Regions from separate parts of the Mus musculus genome. Here region 1 is linked to region 2. The links are chromatin contacts, called in public HiChIP or PLAC-seq maps. All regions are on one chromosome and are shown on one strand. Each heading gives the region's core, a stretch centred on a gene start, on an enhancer-like site or on the middle of the called end of the contact. The rest is flanking DNA. Distances are from core to core; before and after follow the strand shown.

Region 1 (4,558 bases), core at 1,615-4,114, 300 kb after region 2:
GCAAGTGCCCTGTGTTTGGAAGTACCGTTAATACCTGCCTGGAGACTTGATAATGTGTCCTGCTTTCACTTTCATTGTTTAGGGTGTGAGAAGCAATTATTTTGCATAGTTCTCAGTCATTAAACGAGGCACAACTTTATCTATTCATTTCTTACGATCTCAGAAAGCATTTGATTGCTGCTTTATGAGGAATGAAATAATGCCCTTCTACGGTGAACACTTACATAGATTAATTAATGCCCCACGTTTACTTACCTCTTTTCTCAGTTCTTATGCTTGTAAATAAGCTTTAACTTGAATACTGACTGATAATGTAAAAAGACTTTGAATCTGCAATTAAAATCCAACATTTGCAATGTCAATTATGTACAAGACCAACTGATAGGAGTTTACATATTCACAGACCATGACAGAATTACATCCTGTCTGCCCTTCGGCTGAGAGTGATTATAAGGTGGTATTGATCCTCTGTTAAAATGATGTGTGTACAAGTGTGTATGTGTTGTGTGTGTGTGTGTGTGTGTGTGTACTAGAGCTGAGAGGATGTGCACTAGTATTTGCACTATAAATTCCTATGGAATACAATTTACAGGGGACTTGCCTCACAGATAGTAAGTTTTTCATAACCACCCCTTAGCATTGTCTTCTCTGTACAGACTTTATGTGCCAATCCCTTAGCATTGTCTTCTCCGTACAGACTTTATGTGCCCACCCCTTCCCATAAGAGACCTGAGATTAGTGAACCCACTATGGTGTTTTTCTAGATCCAATCATTCCATTCTCATCTCTCTGGTGGCTTCCTCTCCTTCTGTACTTTCTATTCCCCAAAGAAAATAAGATTACAAATCTCTATGTCCCTAAGCGTTTCCTTTCTCCAAGCCACCAATCAATAGCACATCATAAGACAGCAATTCTCACAGGTCTCTGGGGACCCTTCATATGGAGCAATGGATTTTTCTTTTTTCTTTTTGTCCTCTGCGTTGTTCTTCATTCGGAGTAGACATTCCGCCACGGGATTTTTATTGTTATTTTTGTTATTGTTGCTCAACTGATGCTTTAAAGAGCTGAAGGAACAAGAACACTCTATCTTCTTTCTTCTTGTCAGCCTATCTTGTGTGTGTGTGTGTGTGTGTGTGTGTGTGTTACTTTGTTGTTTTCTCTGTGTAGCTGTTTTGAAGCTCGCTCTGTAGACCATGTGGGCCTAGACCATCCACCAGCCTTTGCCTCCCCAAGTGCTGGGATTAAAGGCATGCACCACCACCACCTGGCCAGCCTATTGTTTTTTAAAGGTTGGTTACTTCATTACTCTCAGAAGATGCCAATGGGAAGTGTTAAGCTGGTTTCTCACTACAGTTGGAACACCATCTGAGAGAGTTTAAGAAAAAGGCTGAAGGTGGCTGGCCACACTACTCATTATGAATGACCCCAGGCCATTGGTGTCATCCTGGACTAACGTGCTTCTTAGCCACCTGCCTTACTACTAAACAAGAGTGGAAGCAGATGGCAAGGGGAGCCGAAAGGTCAAGAGAGGGCCTCGGAGGAGGGCATCTTGGAGTCAGCTCGCTCTTTGATCTCCTATCTATGGAAAATGTCCTGCGAGATCAGCTGCCCTGGAAGCAACTCCACCAGCACGGCTGACACTTTCTATTAGCCCCCAGGTGGCTGACGATGTCTTTAATCTTACAGTGAAATTGCTGCGAGGTCCTTAAGAGCAAGTGGCCTTTCCAGGAATAGAGGCTGTGCATATGTGGCAAAAGTCAGGAGAGAACTGTGAGGGAGGGTGGGCAGAATTCAAAAGGCTTTATACGGGCGATGTCCCTGTTGATGTCATCACCTGAGCACACAGCAGTAAGCATAGTACTGGGTTCCTTGAAAAATATTGCTTGTGATTTGAAAGAATCTCTCTAACTACTTTCTTCACCATTAAATGTATTCTAAGCAGTTTAAGCCACCCACTACTTGCCCTGAAACTGTAATTTACAGAAATCTGGTCAGAAATTTGCTCCAAAGTTCTCCTAAACCCTGACTGGTTTTCCTGGATGCTTTGAATCTGACATGTTGATGCTCTAACTGCTTTGGCAGTTATTTCCCAGAGGGGTCTCCATTGAACGTATTTCCCCAAGCATCTCTACCATTTGCTATTTCTCTGTTGGATCTTTTTTCCCCCCTGAGTTCGAATGAAAATGAACTTGGAGAAATGGTAGCCTTCTATTCTGATTTGGAATGTCTAGAGATGTGCTTTGCCTTAGAGGTTTTGTTTGAGGTTTGAAATGCCAAACATTTTGAGGCTTTGATACAGAAAATGGTTCGGAAGTACGAGAAATTGTTCTTTGTGATCCTCGCCTACGTATTGATCCAGTGCAGCAAGGGCCTGTCTGCACATGAGAAATGTATAGTCTAGACAGGAAAGAGGGAAGTGGTGGGCGGGAGGAGACAGCCGCCAGAGCTGCATGGAGTTAAGCTCTGTGGACAGCCACCCACTGTAGGCCTAAGGATTGCAAAACTGGGGTTTCAAAATAATTTCATGACCACACAAAGGCAGGTGACTTAAAGGCAAATCTTTCTTGGTAAAATATGATACAAGCGTAAGACGTCTGTCTTCCTATCATATGGTAACTCCATTTAGCTTTCTTTCATATATGTATATATTTTAAAAAGCTTTTATAATAGTAATTTTCCATATGGCTTCTTAAGAGACCGTTAGTGTTCATTGTACCCCCCCAATAGTCTGGCCTCTAGCCTGTCCTCCCATCCCCCACAGCCTTTAATTTTCACATTCTGACTTCCTCTCCATCTCCCCATAACACTATATACTATGTGCCTCTCCTCAGAAGAGCCTCCCCCCTCCCCTCTGGTACCTAACATGTCACCTAAACTCTGTGATTCAGATAGTATCTTGAATGAAACACATAGAACTAAAGCATAAAAGCTAACATGTACGTATCATGGAAATCACGCATTGTCTGTTTTTCTGGATCTGGGGAGCCTAATTCAGGATAATTATGTCTAGCTCTGTCTTAGTTAGGGTTTTACTACTGTGAACAGACACCATGACCAAGGCAACTCTTATAAGGATAACATTTAATTGGGGCTGGCTTATAGGTTCTGAGGTCCATTGTTCTCAAGGTGGGAACATAGCAGGCATGGTGCAGGTGGAGCTGCAAGTTCAACATCTTTATCTCAAGGCTGCTAGCAGAATACTTCCTTCCAGGCAGCTAGGGTTAGGATATTAAAGACCACACCCACAGTGACACACGTACTCCAACCTTGGCCCAAGCATATCCAAAACCATCACGAGCTCTATCCACTTATTTGCAAATCTTGTTTTTCTTAACAGTTTAATAATATTCCAGTATATAGCTACACCATCTCTTTAATAGCCATTCATCAGTTGATGAACATCCAGGCTGTTTCCAATTTCGGACTATTATGAATAGAGCAGCAAGAAACGTGGATGAGCGAGTATCTTTGCATTATGCTCTAGAGCCCCTTAGATGTATGCTCAAGAGTGATATATCCGGATCTGATGGAAGATTGATTTTCAGCTTTTTGAGAAACCCTTGTACTGATTTCTTTAATAGCTGTAGCAGTTCATACACCCCAACAGCAATGAATACATGCTCTTCTTTCCCCATATCATCCCCAGCCTCTATTGTCATTTGTTTTATTAATCTTGTCCATTCTTGTGGCAGGATTTTCCCTGTCCAATTACATTAAAATATCAGTGCAGCAGGAGGTCTGTGATTGTACAGGGAAAAGGGAGGCAGATCAAAGAGTTGCAGGGACAGAGAGTGTCTCAGGAGACGAGGAGAATCCAAGATGGAGGCAGATGGACAAGAAGAAGATCCTGATCCTGTGTGGCTTTACATAGCCACAGGTAGTTATGAATATCATATAGGGGTAGAGTAATTGGGATAACTTGTCTGATCTAGGTGGGCAGCTTGTATCATTATCAATTGGCCCTGAAATTATTGTGTGGGCATCTTGTGAATTGTGAATTTATTGATATATAAATCTGACTTGTTAATTATAAGCTTCCAGAATTTTGCTTTATTGGGTTACTGGAAGGTAGGACCGCAGGCCACAGTGTGTTTATGGCTGAGAAGGGACTAGTGGCTCCAGAGACAAGCAAACTAGAGCGGGGATTACCATGAGTGGTCGCTGCAGGGGCTAGCTAGAGACAGAGCTGGAGGTACCTCGCCGGGGCAGAGAGTTGCCAGCAGTAGCACGGGAAGCCTACCAGTCCTTTTTAATATTTCCTGCAACACATTCTGACTGGAGCACAATGAAATCTCAAAGTATTTTTTAATTTTCATTTCCTTAATGGCTAAGGATGATGAACATTTTATAAAAAAAGTGTTTGTCAGCCATTTGTGTTTAATCTTCTGAGAACTTTGTTTAGTTCTTTACCTGATTTTTTGGGGGGGGATTATTTGTTTTCTTAATGTTCAGTTTCTTTTACTTATTTGTATATTCTGGACTCTAACCTTCTGTTAGATGTATAATTGACAAATATTTTATTCCCATTCTATAGGCTGATTCTTTGCCTACAAATATG
Region 2 (4,421 bases), core at 1,629-4,128:
TGTGATGGATTGTGATGTGGAAGTATAAGTAAAATAAACTCTTTTTGCCCCAACTTGCTTTGGGCCATGGTACTTCAGCAGCAGCAATGGAAACACAGAGCAAAGCAGGGACTCCTCTGGCATTATCATTCAGCTCAGTATATCTTCTTATTTCTCTGACAATTTTTTTCTAGGTCTTATGCAATATTACCAGTATTTGGAAGTAGATCCTATATACATTTCATCATTGATTTCCAATTTACCTTTCTTGTGGTTTATGCATATGCTCTGTGTAATTTTGACATTTTAAAATAGAATTATTTTGTGGCTTAGCCATATCTTGATGGCCAGGTCTTGGGCTTTCAAAAAAAAAAATACGTTCTGTAATATATGGTACAGTGGTCTATAAATAAATATCCATATATTCCTGGTGGGTGTTAGAGTTCATGCCATTTTTCTATTTATTGTTTGATAATTTCATACTCAAATATGTGTTTTCCATATTCCATTTCCACACTCTATTCCTTCCAGTTCCTCCCACATCCCCACCCAGTCCACCTAGTACTGCCAGGATGTACACCAGCATAGGACCACAGGAAACTAGGTGGTATATGGAGAAAACTGTCTCTCCCCTGGCAGCCATCAGTTGCCAATGGCTCCTCAGTTAGGGGAAATCATACTTCATGAGCCTTCTACTGCTCATGCTAGAATTTTGGCTGGCTTGCTTTTATGGAGGTCTTTTGCATCTCACTGTGAGTTCACGTATTATACGTGGACCCTATTGTGTCTGAGAAACGCTGTTTCGCAGCAGCTGTTCCTTACCTCTGGCTCCTACAATCTTCAAGCATCTCTTCCATGATAATCTCTGAGCCTTGTATATATATGTATATGTATATATATACGTATATATATACGTATATATACGTGTATATATATACATATATATGTATATATATACACACACACACACACACACACTAGATTTTAATAGTCTGCCTATTATGCAGGGTAGCAGGGTAGTCTCAAACTCACAGCAATCCTTTTGGTTCAGTTCCCCAAGTGCTAAGGTGATGATGGGTGTGGGCAACTCTACCCAAATTCTATCCTCACTCTCAAAACTAACAAGGATATGTATATATTTCTACGCAACTATGATTATATTCACAAATCCCTCTGGTTACCTTCTTTTAGATGGACGCACACACACTGGGCCTTCTTATTCCTTCTCAGCCAGAAGAGTTAGCACAAATTACAAATGCTGAGGTTCTCGCCATTCACAAAAGATCATATGATGCTATATCAAGGATGCCAGATCAAACTCACCAATACTGCCACTATATTAAGGTATAGCAACACCAAGAATTGCACCCTGCCCCCCCTAACTCTCCCTTCTTACTCTCATGATAGAAGATGTCAAAGATGTAATGGAGAAATCAAAGATTGCATTTATGGATGCATGAGATCTGTGCATTTGCTCGACAGTGTTTTAATCCCAGATCTCTGTTTCCTTCCACCCTGTGCCACAAGAAAATAACACGTTAAACTGCTCACACCACTCTGGGTCTAATGGGCTAAACTGAGGAGCAACTTTACAGAAGCTAATGTCCCAGGTAAGGTGCCCAGGAGTGGGGTGGTAGGAGACAGAATAATTGTCCTTGCAGGGCCTGCCTTCTGCATTTCAAGGGCTACACATGCTATCTCTTTTGTTTCCCCAGTGTCAGCCCTGAACTTAGGGCAATGATGCTATGATCCTTCTGTCTTCTCAGGGGAAAGCTTAAGCTCTCAGGCGACAAGACCACTCTGAAGCAAGCTTTGCAGTCTCTAACTAGGCAGTGGGTGCAGGGCAGGAGGAGAAATAGAAGAGGCAGCTCTCTGTCCTCCACGGGACAAATGCCTTTGTGAGCCTTGGGGAACCTGTTGCTGTGTTGGCCAATCAAGACTCAAGACTGTCCTAAGCTGGCCTTGCTTTTGGCAACAGTAGGGCCTATGTTTGTTTCCAGAAATCACGGTGGCGATCACAAAGAGGCTGTGTTCACATGTAATCTGGCTTGACAGAAATTAATTTTTAATAAGAGACTCCATTCATTCGGTCACATCATTGCCCTTTGGGGCCTGTGTCAGGGTCAACCATCCAGAGCTGGCTGCTGTGCTCTTGGCTATAGCCTGGGGCGTGTTTGCGCTCTTGCGCATGCGCGCACTAATGTGCATGCCAGTAGAGGGGGTTGGGGGTTGAGGAGCGTAGACTGGTCATAGTCAGCTTACAAGTCGAGACCAGGTATTAGTCTAATCAGAAGCTGAAGGAGGCAGGAAGCCCACTTATTTCTTTGTTCTCCACACCCCCGCAAGACACTGTGTCTAGTGCCTTGTTTGGTGGCTACCTTCTTCACAGACTCAAGGTCTCATGGACCTCGGGACAAGCCTTTCACTATGGTGGTGTTAAGGAACGCTTACTTGGCACTGTTATTTAATGGCAATACTCAAAAGGTACAGCATCATCAGCTCCATTGCAAACAGCTGGGAGTTAAGGGCCGCCCTCATCCCTGTACCAAATCATCTCGCCTCCTTATTTCTGCTCCTCCTCACTGTTACACGGAGGCGAAGCAGCTCCCCTATCTGTCCCACCTCTCCATGGAGTTACTTGAAATAACGGTACTCCATAGGCCTTGAGTCATGAGCAAATTCTCTCCATGCCATTCACCTAATCCCCTCGAGGTGCTCGTCTTTGACTTGTTATCAGTAATGATGTGGGGGTGGGGTGGGGTGGGGGTGGGTGCTTACCCCATTTTCAGATCTGGGGCCTTCTGTGTCTTTTTTCTTTTGGTAGTTGCTTCCATCTTCCTGTCCCCTCCTGCCGCACCCCCAGGAAATGCACTTTTCTTTCTTTCTTTTTGGTTCTGCTAAAAGACAGAAGCTCGAGCGAGGCTCTGCCTTCTCAGTGTGGGCGGCGCTGCCTTTCTCAGAACCGCACACTTATCCTCCAGCCGCCTCCAAAGGCTTTATCAGGAGACATGGTGACTTCTCTCCTAAATTACACAGATAGGTTTAAAAATAGGGTTCAGGGTTTCCTTGTCAGGAGAGCTGTCAGCCGGCCCACTTTTGACACCCTTTCTCCCTCCCTTTGTTGGTACACGTCAAAGCATTTTTATTTTTATTTGAGAAGTGTTCTGCTTAAGTTTTCTGGAGCCTTTAAATTACCAGAAACGTTAGTGGGGGTGGGGGTGGGGGTGGGGGTCTGGAGAGGGATGGGGGGTGCTTAAAATGATTCTTCTTCCTGACTTAAAATCTTGAGCAATTTGATTTTCTGTGCCTTCCTGTCTTTGCATGCACATTGTCAGCATGAAAATGAATTGTAGAAATCTATTTTGGTGGAGGCAAGAGCCCTGATGTACAGAGCTCTGCTTTGTGTCAAGGCAGGGATACGTTTTTAGGGCATAAAGTGGATTTGGTATGACTAACTGTGCATAGTGAAAATGGCAGAGGCCGTGAAAGATGAACTGAACAAGAGAAGAAAACCACACAACAACATACCCTGTAAGTAGAAACAAATTAGCCATAGTAATAGCAACTAGACCCCACCACACATGCTCGTAGTGGCACAGAGAATGGCCTGCCTCTTGGTAGAAGTTCTTTTGTTAATTCTTTCCCTCCAGAAAACAGAATTTGGGGCAACATCTTGTTCTTTGTGTGGGGGAATGTAAAACCCTCCTTCCCCCGCCCCCTGTAACCTTTTGCTTTCTCCATTCCTTTCCTCTTATCTGTGCTTTTCCGTTCCTCCCTTATATGGCCATGGCCGGCTGCCCTCGGAAGTCCAGGAATTTGAATGTTATGTGAAAGGGTAATGCTAATTGGGCCCAGTAACATTCATGTCGCCTGGGAGATGTATGGGGGTCACCAAGTGAGAGACCAGCGAGTATCCACATCTGCTGTGAGGCTTTTCATTGCTTTCTCTCCAAACACCAGTCTTAGCTAATGGCCCCAAGCCCTGCTGGCCCGTTCCCCTACCCGGGGCCAACTGTTGCCTTAATGATCAGGGCAAAGATTTCCTTAATATTTCAGCACTGGAAAAAAAAAAGAGAGGTGTGCATTTATAATCTCATGTATTGCACCCAGAAGAAGGTGCGAGAGAGAAGGGCAGGTATTATTATATCATGTCCACTTTGCAACCGAAGAACTGGAGGCTTTAGTTCCTAGTTATTGCTCGTGATGGCGCTCATTAAAGGCAGAATCCGCTTCCCCTCTCCCAGCCACAGGCTCCTTGGCGCCCTGTTTGGGTGGATTTCCTTAAACAAAATACTTCCTGACTTTTGGACATCAGGCCCCATTTGTGGATCCCAGTGAGAGATAATTTTGTCGTCTGAAAGCTCATTCAGATTTATGTCTCATATTAAGTAGGCTTTCCTTATCTCAATCTAAGTGACTTCATACTTTATAAAGTATGTTGG

What was found. HiChIP or PLAC-seq counts read pairs in DNA pulled down with a chosen protein or histone mark.
Region 1: an H3K27ac HiChIP or PLAC-seq map of regulatory T cell precursor shows a contact between it and region 2, with 10 times the contacts expected there. The contact joins two enhancer-like sites. A contact is called at or near these places in 5 of 39 promoter capture datasets (cranial neural crest, frontonasal cranial neural crest, liver and 1 more), 35 of 484 Hi-C or Micro-C datasets (the AML12 cell line, the C10 cell line, CD8 T cells and 25 more), 14 of 115 datasets of contacts at active chromatin or transcription factors (bone marrow-derived macrophages, differentiating embryonic stem cells, embryonic basal ganglia and 7 more) and 1 of 9 other capture datasets (embryonic stem cells).

Annotation. Positions count from the first base shown.
Region 1 is chr10:99,578,832-99,583,389 of GRCm38.p6, forward strand. No RefSeq gene overlaps it. Among named protein-coding and RNA genes, the nearest start is that of Gm20110, 28 kb to the right of the region's middle. Within about 2 kb of position 2,865, at least 43 of the 459 cell types and tissues checked have an H3K27ac peak or open chromatin away from gene starts, as enhancers often do. A contact at or near this core is called in regulatory T cells and regulatory T cell precursor, where this site is marked.
Region 2 is chr10:99,282,148-99,286,568 of GRCm38.p6, forward strand. No RefSeq gene overlaps it. Among named protein-coding and RNA genes, the nearest start is that of Gm34921, 13 kb to the left of the region's middle. Within about 2 kb of position 2,879, at least 84 of the 459 cell types and tissues checked have an H3K27ac peak or open chromatin away from gene starts, as enhancers often do. A contact at or near this core is called in regulatory T cells and regulatory T cell precursor, where this site is marked.